Regions from separate parts of the Mus musculus genome. Here all the other regions are linked to region 3. A link is a contact called in public HiChIP or PLAC-seq and promoter capture Hi-C data. All regions are on one chromosome and are shown on one strand. Each heading gives the region's core, a stretch centred on a gene start, on an enhancer-like site or on the middle of the called end of the contact. The rest is flanking DNA. Distances are from core to core; before and after follow the strand shown. Region 1 overlaps Polr1a (polymerase (RNA) I polypeptide A). Region 2 overlaps Tcf7l1 (transcription factor 7 like 1 (T cell specific, HMG box)). Region 3 overlaps Vamp5 (vesicle-associated membrane protein 5). Region 4 has its middle 21 kb from the start of 9130221F21Rik.

Region 1 (2,713 bases), core at 163-2,662, 420 kb before region 3:
CCTACGGCCTGGTCCACTGCTGCTATGAGATCTATGGGGGTGAGACCAGCGGCAGGGTTCTCACCTGCCTAGCCCGCCTCTTCACTGCCTACCTCCAGCTCTATAGAGGTTTCACCTTGGGTAAGTACCCTGCTTGTGGCCCTGGCTCTGTTCACCTTACAGGATGGCACCTAGGCAGTTTTCTTGGTCGATGTTTAGGCTCTTGCCATCAGTGCTATCCACTGACTTTGCACAGCCAGTGCTCCTTTCCCTCCAGCAGTGCAAAGCAACCCTCCCATCCCCGTTCTGTCCCTTCAACCCACTCGTTATGATAGCATAAACTCCTGCACCCAACTCACAAGTGAAAGCCAGACCTAACCAACAGCCGTGCTTGAAGCTCTTCTAGCCCAGGGCACAGACAGGAATGGTTCAGTGCACTGGTGACCTATGTGCCAAGGGTTGACAGAGCAAGCAAGGCCATGCTAGGAGGGAGGAGAGTTTGGGGGAGGGCTGCCTAATTGGCAGAGATCATCATTACAGGGATGGCCTGGATGCGACCTCATGCAGGGTCTGCTTTTATGCTTTTGGCTTCCACGGAAAGGAATCATCTCCTCCTCTTCCTGCTTGCATAGAGTCTTCAGAAGCCTCAGATTTCCAGCTACTGTAATGGGACTTCCAGATGTTTGCTCTTGCTCTTAAACAGTCAGTTGTTGCCTTCCCACTCAGATCTCTTAAGTCTGGCATTCTTGTGTAGAAACAAAACATTGTTGGGTTGAAAAGAAATTACTGTACTTGACGTGGATGCGTGCTTGCATGCATGCATACAGCTGTAGATCGGGTTCCTGGGATACTCACTGTCAGCCTCTCTTCTACTGCTGAACAGCCAAAATCTCTAGCCATTTCATCCCACATATATTTATTGGATGTAGCCAGCAGAGCTTCTGGCTAAAAAGCAGAAGTTTGAAACTTAAGCCTCGGCTTTCTTCTGTGTATCTCAGTTTTGAGCCCTAATTGTATCACTTACGAAAGAGAAGTTGTAGTGTTTAGGCCTCCATGAGCATTCATTAGTGTTAATATAGCTGTTCCAGAGTTTCTCTTACCTGTAGCTCTCAACTTTGGGTCAAAGCATCACCAAGTTTACTAGCCAGTGCAACATTAGGCCTGGGCCCTGTTGATCTTCTCTGTTTGACTTTGCAGGTGTAGAAGACATTTTGGTTAAGCCAAATGCAGATGTGGTGAGACAGCGTATCATTGAAGAATCTACCCAGTGTGGACCCCAGGTAAAGAGGAGGACTGGGAGGCTGTGGTCTGCTGTCCACCTTACAGAATAAAACCACGCCCTCCTTTGGCTAGAGCTTCCTGTTCCTTTCTTCGTTCTAGGCTGTCAAGGCTGCATTGAGCCTGCCAGAAACTGCATCATGTGATGAAATCCAAGGGAAATGGCAGGATGCCCATCTGAGCAAAGACCAGAGGGATTTTAACATGATTGATATGAAGTTCAAGGAGGAAGTGAACCATTACAGCAATGAGATTAACAAGGTTAGCCTGGCCATACAGTGCACAAATCCCCATCTTTTTGAATGCTGATTTCTGTTGGTTTGCTTTTAATTACATTTGATTCTCACCCTGAGCCTTTTAGATCAGCCCAACTAGGTGAAGTTTGAAGTTGGGTAGGTAGAATCCGTCTTTGTGAAGAGCTCACACAGAGTCTGGGAAGGCCTTGGTTTCATGCAAAAGAGGAACGCTTTGAGCAGCATTTCTAAATGTGTTTCCTTTGAAGTTGCTGCATTAAAGGGGCTGAAGAAAGAAGCCTGCCTGTAGAACCACTCCACTGTAGGTAGATGTACAGAATGAAAGGCAGAAGTCTCTGATGCTTGTGCAGCAGCACCAAGGGAATGCCTGGCCTCCTGTTGTACTTGGTCCTTGCTGTGTGACCTTAAGGAAGTCGTGTGCCTGGGCACTGAGTTGTTCTCACCGAGAAGCAGGCGTGTGAGGATGCTGAGCCCCTCCTCTGGCAGTCCTGGAGGAGATGGGACTCTGCATGGGTCAAGGTCACATGTGCTCTCCCTGTGCTCCAGAGCCTGGACTCCCCGTCTTGTGGTTTGGAGGAGCCACCAGCCAGGAGTCTGTCCTGAGCAAAGCAAGAACGAGGCTACTACTCAGCATCAGTCTGTCTGTGGATCCTCTCCCTGATGTTCAGTTGGTGGCCTAGAGAACAGCTCTCCTCAGTAGAAAGTTGTATTCAAGCCGGGCGTGGTGGTGCACGCCTTTAATCCCAGCACTCAGGAGGCAGAGGCAGGCGGATTTCTGAGTTCGAGGCCAGCCTGGTCTGCAGAGTGAGTTCCAGGACAGCCAGGGCTATACAGAGAAACCCTGTCTCGAAACCCCCCCCCCAAAAAGAAAGTTTTATTCAGAGGAGCCTTAGCACTGCCTGGGAAAGCAGGAGCCTTGCCCTCCAGAGCTGACAGCACATCTTAGAATAGATTCTTGTCCCGTGGCTCACTTCCTGCCCAGGCTCTGCCGCTCCTGTGCAGAGTTGGGTGTCTAGATCTCCAGACAAAGGCTGAAACAGATTCAGAACCCATGTCATTGTCCCCCAGGATCTCCCTGTGGGCTTCCTCACTTCTGCTGGCTTTTTGCTGAGGCAAGGCTCCCAACCCAGTGCTTGGTGTTGTGCTGGTGAGTGTGGACATTGGTAAAATGCTGGCTCTTTGGGGAAGCAAATGGTGCTTTC
Region 2 (2,700 bases), core at 163-2,662, 380 kb after region 3:
TTCAAAACTGTAAGAAATAAGCAGCTGGTTGGTAAGCTTCTACATCTAGGTCATTATCACAGCAAGCCACAGGATTTGCTGGCTTCTCTGAGAGTGTAACCTACTGAAAAAGAGCATTCCGATGGGTTGGGAAGGGTGAGTGAGGGGGCATTACAACCAATTTCCCCGAGACAACAGGAGCTGGAACAGTGGTTCTCAACCTTCCTAATGGTTACCCTTTAATACAGTTCCCCATGTTGTGGTGACCCGCCCCAACCATAAAATCATTTTCGTTGCTACTTCATAACTGTAAGTTTGCTACCGTCATGTAAATGTCTGATATGCAAGATTATCAGATATGTGACCCCTGTGAAAGGATCATTCAACCCTCGTCTCCCAAGATGGGTCTTGACCCACAGGTTGAGAACCACTGAGGAGCGCCTGCACTGTGGAAGTACAGACACACCGGGGCAGCGGCGGCAGGTGGATCCAGTTGGTGGATTGGAGTGGTTAAGAGCTAAAAAAAAAAAAAAAAAATTGCCCATTAGTGGAGCTGTCCAACCTCAGAGTTAACTGCCAAGGCCCAAGCTCCTGACCAGGATCTGCGGTATGTGGAGGAGAGGAAACTGGATGGTCATCTATCTATCTATCTGCAGGATGTGTGTGAACTCAGGGGCTTCCGAACTTAACAGACTACACGTTTCAACCTGGCCAGACCTCCCGGTGCTCCGGCTGAGAGGAGACACACTAGAGCTTCCCGTGGGAACTTCTTTTGGCTCACAGAGAGCTGGGGTGTCTGAGGTCTCCTCCAGTCTCAAGTGTCCCTACAAACGTCATTATTTTCCACTCCTGCAATTCCGCCTATATCATAGCAAATGTAAATAACTGGGCATGTTGGTGAATGCCCGTAATCTCAGTCTCAGTGGGACAGGATCAAGATAGCCTGGGCTAGACAAGAAGACCTTATTAGGGGACAGGGTGGTAGTGGAGGGGAGCTAATGTTTATGAGGTGCAAGTCTGTCTCCATGGGAATGAATGCCCCAACCAGCCTTCTAATCCCTCCCCCTAACTTTAAGAAACCATCTGTTTATCTCTTTCTCTGCAGGACAGAAAAGCCTCTGCTGACCATGTCTGGTGATGTCAGGGGAGAACGGCACAGGAATCTCAGCCTCCCTCTCCCAACAGTCAGAAGTTCCTCTGTCAGCCTGGCTCAAGTTACATCACCTCTCCTTTGCCAGACTGGGGATTTGCTCTTCCTGCCCTTCCCAGCTTCCTATTTTAATTTCCTTTTATTCTCTGTTCACCACTGACTCTGCAGACAATAAACAGAGACAACCGAGAAGCAGTGAAAACACTCTATGGAGTTACCTGCTAATGGCAGATCACCCGATCACCATCGGGAAATCAGAGGTTGACAACTGGACAAAGGACGAAGAGGCAGCATTGTTATCCACAGGACTTGTTATCTCAAGTCCCCCAACTCTAACTGCCAAGCCTCTAGGCTGTGACCCCACAGGGAGGGGAGCTTTTGCCCCAGGGGCTCCTGGCAGCCTGAAGACATTCAAAAGTCCTGTTTTGCAGGGCCGGGCACCTGTTGTTCTAAGAGGAAAGGAAGTCTGTGGTTTATGTTTTTATCAGAATTCAGGGATTTTTTTTTTCTAGTGAGGTCAGCCTTGTGCTTTCAGAAGCAATAATGGGAGTAAACCAAGCTTGGCAATGATTTAAACCTGATCCCCACCACCCCGCCTGCACAGACCACTGCACACCCAAGCAGGAGCTCCCATTCACAGCTCCCATCCTCTCCAGTTACATGGCAAAGGGCTCCCAACTCCCAGACGCTGAGCCAGCCAGCATTCACAGAAAGCCACAGTGAATGGTGCAGGACAGGAGAGAGGACATCCTGACATCACAGCAGACTGAAGACAAGGCTAGAAAGAAGAGGGGCTTAAGGGGACTCTGCTGTTTCGTGAGGAAGCTCTCAGGTTGCAAGGTCAACCATTTATACTTGATCGACACACAGAAACACATCATAGCAGACCAGAAAGACAATGACCTAGGTAGACGTACCCGCTATCTCCAGAGCATTGCACCAACTGTCAGGGTTGCCTCCATTTTTTGTAAAACTCACCACCAACACCAAGCATTTCGTTACATTTCAGATGGCTTGCTGGTGATTGAAAGACAGAAAAAAAGCCCACAGGTTCATTGACAAGTGAATAGATAAACAAGACTCGGTATATCCGTCCACGCAGTGGGTTAATACTTGGTCATAAGCAAGAGATGAATGCTGAAAGATGCTACAACACAGATGGATGTACCTTGAAACATCACGCCACATGGAAGAAGCCGATCACAAAGACCCTGTGTCTACCTGGGATAAGTCTAGAACACAGAGAAAAGGTCGGGGGCAGGAGAAACGGGATGTGACTACCAATGGGCTGATGACAATGTCATAAATCTAGAGGGTAGTAATGGCGGCACAACCTTTCGAAAACCACTTAGCTGACCTCATGAAAAGCATGGATTTTTGTGGTATGCAAATCTCAATAAATTTATTGTTTAAAAACTGACTTGGAGCTTTTCTAAATGCAAAACTGGTCCCCTGTTTGTGTCCAGTGTATATGGGTTCCATTTAGTCTACATTAACAATTAGGAGGTAGTTTTGAGCTGAGTAAAACAATGTGTGACCGCACCCATGTGTACTTCTCAACCCAACCTTCT
Region 3 (2,700 bases), core at 61-2,560:
TCCCCTACAATGTCTGTGTGTGGTGGATGAGTAATAGCCTCCTTGGTGTGTAACGACATGAGATATTCAGGTTAAAGGGCTGCCTTCTGAGCAGTTTGCTTCCAGGTTCCTACCCTTATCCGTCCACCCTGGATTTCAGCATCTCAGCTTCTTCCATGTTACCCCAAACTGGGAGCTTCCCAGGTCCTCACCTTCCCACAAAGCAGACACTTTGCTCATCTGCTCCAAGATGGCATCTACCCCATGTTCACCTTTCCTATGGCTTCCTACTGACCCCCAAGAAGTAGTGAAGACCAGGGAGCCAGGCAGGAAAACAGTCTGCTCCACAGAACTAGGAAAGTCATTGGAGACCAGATCACAGCTGAGTCTCTAGAAGTGCTCACAAACTCAGCAGCTCAGCTCTCCCTCTTTGGACCTCTGACCAGTCAGGCCAGTTCTGCCTCTGAGCTAAGCTGCTCTCCACCTTCTAGTGACCACCTTCTAGTTCCTCTCCTGGGAACCTCAGATCCTCTGGCCTTTGGCTCCCAGCCTACTAGTCAGCTGGGATACCGTCTTTAATAGGACCCAAGTGACAGACTGGCTTCTGAACCTGGGCAGCACAGCTTCACCTAACCAAGGAACCCAATCTGTTTTGAAGGGTTGCGGGGAGGTGAATACAAGTTTCAATCTGGGGGAGGTGAAAGGGAAAGAGGAGGAGAGGGGCAGAGGGAAAGAGGGTGCGGCAAAAGCCCGCTGCCTCTAGATGCTATGTGCTAAGACCATGAGCAGGTCTATTCAGGAAGATGAATTCCAGAGGATTAGCAAACCACAATTCCCTTCCCTCAGCCTCGTCCTTCCCAGCCTATCCCTATTCTGTCTCCTGTGCATAGCAACTGTCACCCACTACCCCGCCCCCCTTTCCGGTTGGCCCATATCTCCAACTGTTTGCAGCAGACAGTTTGGCACTTAACAGAATTCCACCTAAAACCAGAGGATTTCTGTTGGAAGGGACCTGGTAGTCACAGAGGATTCCCTCCTACTCAAGCAAGAATCCTCGCCCAGGATCTTTGCAGCTGCCTTATACACAGCCTCAGAGCATTCCCAGGGCGTGAGTCCTGTCTAGATCACAAGCTCCCAGTGGGAGGGCAGGGGGCAGCTCCATCCTTCAGCATCCAGAAGCCCGGGAGGCCAACACAGGGACCCAGTAAAGGGACCAGTTGCTTCATTGCCTATCCTAAAGGAACTCTGTCTCAAGAGAGGTTCTCCTGGTTTGCCTATCTAGCCCAGCAAGAGTTTCAGGGGACAGGCATCTGAAACCCAAACAGGTCAATATTTACCCAAGAGCTAGAAAAACAGCCTGTTTTAAGTGTGGGGCAGGCAAACCAAGGAGGCAGAGGGTGTTCAGACGCTGGGACACAGGGCAGCAGAGAAGAGAACAGGGAATTCATACTTCCTCCCATTCCTGAGTCACTTGTCATCCCCACTGTGGTGGCTGCATGGTTAGACAAGGCTCCATTGTTTGAACTTCTCCCACATTGCAGGACTCCACAGCATAGACTTGGGAATAGACAAAGATTTAAGCATGAGAACCATTACTAGAGATTGGTGGAAATCTGAGGGCTTTTTTGTTCTTTTTTATTGTAGAGGGACACAAATGTGGAAGCCAGAGGACAACTTTGTGGAGTCAGTTCTTTTTTTTTTTTTTTTTTTTCCTTTTCCTTTTCCTTTGAGACAGGGTTTCTCTCTATAGCCCTGGCTGTCCTGGAACTCACTCTGTAGACCAGGCTGTCCTGGAACTCAGAAATTCGCCTGCCTCTGCCTTCCAGTGCTGGGATTAAAGACGTGCGCCACCACACCGGGCTAGTGGAGTCAGTTCTTGCCTTCCGTTTTTACAATGGATTCTAGGGATTGAACTCAGGCCAGCAGGCTTGTATGTAAAGCACTTTACCTGTTAAGCCATCACACTGGCCCTTGTCTGTCTGTCTCTCTCTCTCTCTCTGTGTCTCTCTCTCTCTGTCTCTGTCTCTGTGTGTGTGTGTGTGTGTGTCTCTCTGTATGTGTACAGCGTATGAGTGTGTAGTGAACATTAGCATGTGCTTGCTGGGATGCCTGCCTGTAATGCACCCAGATGCCAACAGATGATGCCCCGCTCCATCACAACCTATCTTAACTCCCTTGAGAGTTGGTCTCTCACTGAACCTGGAAGAGTCTGGCAGCCAGAAAGCCCCACCAACATTTCTGTCTCTTTTCCTGTCCCCCAGGCACTAAGATTATAGGCATGTGCAGCTATACCTAGCTTTTCACATGGGTTCTGGACATGTGACCTCAGGTTCTCTTGTGTCAGTGACAAGTGCAGATAACCACTGAGCCATCACCCCAGCAACCTCCTCCTTTATCTTTTCTTTTCTTTTCTCTTCTCTTCTCTTCTCTTCTCTTCTCTTATTTTCTTTCTTTTTTCTTCTTTTTGACAAGGTTCTGACCCAGATTGGCTTCTGAAATGACCTTGAACATCTGATCTTATTAGTTTCATTTCCTGGTACTATATTACAAGTGTACCATGCCCTGTTTATGTGGTGCTAGCGATTAAAGCCCAGGGCTCCATTCCTGCTTAGGTAAGCACTCTACCTACTGAACTACATCTCTAGCTCTGTCCTTCTGTTCTGGATGCTACAGCTGTTGCTATCTTATTCCAATATAAGGGTCACGTTCTATGGAGAGTGA
Region 4 (2,700 bases), core at 105-2,604, 310 kb before region 3:
CACAATGTAATTTTTATTTGACCTCTAAATGCTTGGCCACACCCTGACTTACCTGGGCAACAAAGGCAGGGCCATTATCTGACCCTATTGCTTTTGACACTCTAAACCTTAAAAAATTTTTTCTTTAATAATCTTTTTGATGACCATTTGAGCTGTCTTATTTTTATAGGAAAAGGCTTTTGTTTTTTGTTTTTTTGTTTTTCGAGACAGGGTTTCTCTGTATAGCCCTGGCTATCCTGGAACTCTCTCTGTAGATCAGGCTGGCCTTGAACTCAAAAATCCGCCTGCCTCTGCCTCCCAAGTGCTGGGATTAAAGGTATGCGCCACCACTGCCCGGCAGGAAAAAGCTTTTATCCATCTCAAGAACATATTCACAAAAGCCAGAATGTATTTATACTCATATTTTCTTCAGTAAAGTCTACTTCCCAGTGGACACCAAGTCTGTCTCCCCAGTACCTCTTTCTTGGATCCACTGTGGTATAGCAGACATTGATTTTTTTGGCAGGGTACACACTTGTGCACCACCTACTCTATAAGGTGTTTTAAACCTGATGCATGATACTTAGTCTTGGGAAATGTCTGGATGAGCTTCTTTACCCCTAAATGAGTCCACTGGTGCATCTGTTTGATCACAGCCTCTGCTTGTCTTTGTGGCAGAATTTTCTTCTTCTGGAGGTGTACCACACTCTCTTATTTTTGTTGAACTGGTGACTGAAATATTTGGAAATGAGGGCTAAGTCTTCTGCTGTGTAGGTAAACTCAAGCTCCATTGCCAGGAGTAACAGCAGGGCCATGGCTGTAACCACTCGTGTCTCTCAGTCTGTCATGCAGTTGCACCTTGCTATCATGGTATCTCTCTTCTGGTGTCTAGGACAATGAATGATGTTTACCTTGGCAGGGTCATGGAAGCCCTTCAGTAGAGCTAGTATTTTCTTTTTTTTGTTTTTATTTTTTTTTCTGACATCAGCAGACTCCTCTGTTGATATATGGCCTCATGGATGTGGGCTGTGGCAAAAGCATACCTGCAATCTGTGTAGATGTTGAGTCTTTTTCCTTTTCTTAATTCCAAGGCCTTAGTGTGGGCAATCATTCTTCCTTTTGAGCCAATGTGTTTTCTGGCAGGGCCTGTGTCCAGCTACCACAGCTGTTCTAGCATGTTTTCTTTCTTCTTTTAGATAGCTGCTCCCATCTGTGAGCCAGGTAACGTCTGCACTCTCTAGTGACCGGTCTGTCAGATTTTTATGCCACCTATGTGTCTCAGCAAGGATTCGCTGACAGCCTGGGTCTGGGAGCAGGATAGCTGAGTTCAGACTTACAGGAGGCAAAAGTGACTCTATCAGAGCTGAACAACAGAGTCTGATAATGAGTCATGCGAGAGTTAGTCAGCCATCGATCAGGGCTGAAACACACTTTTTAGTTCTGTCAATTTATCTTCATTCTTGACCAGTAAGGTCACAGCTGCCACTATGTGTAGGCAAGCAGGCCATCTTATAGCCACGGGGTCTCATTTCTTAGATAAGTATGCCACAGGTCTCTTCCAGGGCCCTAATCCCTGAGTAAGAACCCCTATTGGCAATATCTTCGTTCTCAGTCACATCCGGGAGGCCTAAAGCTGGAGCCAACATTAGGGCAGTCTTAATGGCACCTAAGGCCCGTAGTTTTTTATTTCTCTATACAAAGGGCTGTTTATCTCTTTAATTTAGCAAAACCTAGAATCTACAATCTGCAAAAGCCCACAGTGCCCAGAAACTTTTCTAACTTGTTTTGCACTGGTTGGTGGGGGAATATGAAACACAGTCTCTTTTCTAGCTTCTTTTGACAGGTAGGCCACCGGCCTTGTCTAAGGACTCAGCTTCTGTGTTAGCACCCCTTTTGCTATCCCTTTACTTTTAGCCATGGAAGGGTTTGGTCACATTGGGGGCTCCTCTTCTTTTTGTTGAGGCAGTCTCTTACCTGGGGCCCTTTTTCTTTAAGTAAACACATTGATCTTCTGTTGCCAGGAATACCTCTACTAAGCGCTCTAGTTTTCCTGACTATTGTGGCCAGCATTTTATGTAAGTTTTTCTCTTGTCTCTTATTCCTTTTTAATTTCCTGGCTTCTTATTACTTCTGCTTATCATTTTCAAGTGCTAGCATTATTGCATGTGCCACTTTGCTAGGTTCTGGTCTTTGTTACATGTTTCATTACAAGCATGCTGGAGCACTACATATTGTTCCTCATAACACACAATCTTGAAGCAATATGAAAAAGCAGGTTACAGACAAAAAGAATTTCATCATTTACATGTCACATGCCTATCATTAAAATGCTCACAACACTGTATTTGGGGCTAAAGAACCACAGGTAAATAACCTGGTATAAGTTGAAAACAAAATAGTCTGTAACTCCTTGGAAAGTTTGTGGAGAGCCATCATCATATTTTCTGACATGACCCACATTTACAGCAAGGGATGACCAAGTGGAAGGAAAAAGAGCTTTAGTCTCAGGGAGACATATGAATTAAATAATATCTTGATAGAACACGAACTAGTGATGTCTAAATATCAAGTCACCAGAGGACTTGCTCGTCACTGATTTTTACTGAGTCAGAAAATATCTCAATGATGAGTGCTCACATTGTTAAATAAACAAGGACACACAGCAGCCCATGTCACAGGGTCTTTTTTCTTATGCACCGTAGGACTGTATTTGGCATCTAC

The links. HiChIP or PLAC-seq counts read pairs in DNA pulled down with a chosen protein or histone mark. Capture Hi-C pulls out chosen DNA fragments and counts their contacts.
Region 1: a promoter capture Hi-C map of liver shows a contact between it and region 3. The contact joins two enhancer-like sites. A contact is called at or near these places in 1 of 115 datasets of contacts at active chromatin or transcription factors (pancreatic cancer cells) and 1 of 9 other capture datasets (liver).
Region 2: a contact with region 3 is called in an H3K27ac HiChIP or PLAC-seq map of extraembryonic endoderm stem cells. The contact joins two enhancer-like sites. A contact is called at or near these places in 1 of 484 Hi-C or Micro-C datasets (embryonic stem cells) and 1 of 115 datasets of contacts at active chromatin or transcription factors (extraembryonic endoderm stem cells).
Region 4: a FOXA1 HiChIP or PLAC-seq map of pancreatic cancer cells shows a contact between it and region 3. The contact joins two enhancer-like sites. A contact is called at or near these places in 1 of 115 datasets of contacts at active chromatin or transcription factors (pancreatic cancer cells) and 1 of 9 other capture datasets (adipose tissue).

The regions. Positions count from the first base shown.
Region 1 is chr6:71,949,404-71,952,116 of GRCm38.p6, forward strand. It overlaps Polr1a (polymerase (RNA) I polypeptide A), which reads left to right. Exons shown (of 34, transcript NM_009088.3): 16 at 1-120; 17 at 1,177-1,259; 18 at 1,360-1,518. Among named protein-coding and RNA genes, the nearest start is that of Gm26628, 13 kb to the right of the region's middle. Within about 2 kb of position 1,413, at least 43 of the 459 cell types and tissues checked have an H3K27ac peak or open chromatin away from gene starts, as enhancers often do. A contact at or near this core is called in liver, where this site is marked.
Region 2 is chr6:72,747,474-72,750,173 of GRCm38.p6, forward strand. The region is part of intron 3 of Tcf7l1 (transcription factor 7 like 1 (T cell specific, HMG box)); the gene reads right to left. It overlaps Gm31249 (a long non-coding RNA gene), which reads left to right. Exons shown (of 2, transcript XR_377763.3): 2 at 1,085-2,549. Among named protein-coding and RNA genes, the nearest start is that of Gm31249, 9.0 kb to the left of the region's middle. Within about 2 kb of position 1,413, at least 65 of the 459 cell types and tissues checked have an H3K27ac peak or open chromatin away from gene starts, as enhancers often do. A contact at or near this core is called in extraembryonic endoderm stem cells, where this site is marked.
Region 3 is chr6:72,370,406-72,373,105 of GRCm38.p6, forward strand. The region is part of intron 1 of Vamp5 (vesicle-associated membrane protein 5); the gene reads right to left. Among named protein-coding and RNA genes, the nearest start is that of Gm52494, 7.5 kb to the right of the region's middle. Within about 2 kb of position 1,311, at least 139 of the 459 cell types and tissues checked have an H3K27ac peak or open chromatin away from gene starts, as enhancers often do. A contact at or near this core is called in extraembryonic endoderm stem cells, liver and pancreatic cancer cells, where this site is marked.
Region 4 is chr6:72,062,582-72,065,281 of GRCm38.p6, forward strand. No RefSeq gene overlaps it. Among named protein-coding and RNA genes, the nearest start is that of 9130221F21Rik, 21 kb to the left of the region's middle. Within about 2 kb of position 1,355, at least 17 of the 459 cell types and tissues checked have an H3K27ac peak or open chromatin away from gene starts, as enhancers often do. A contact at or near this core is called in pancreatic cancer cells, where this site is marked.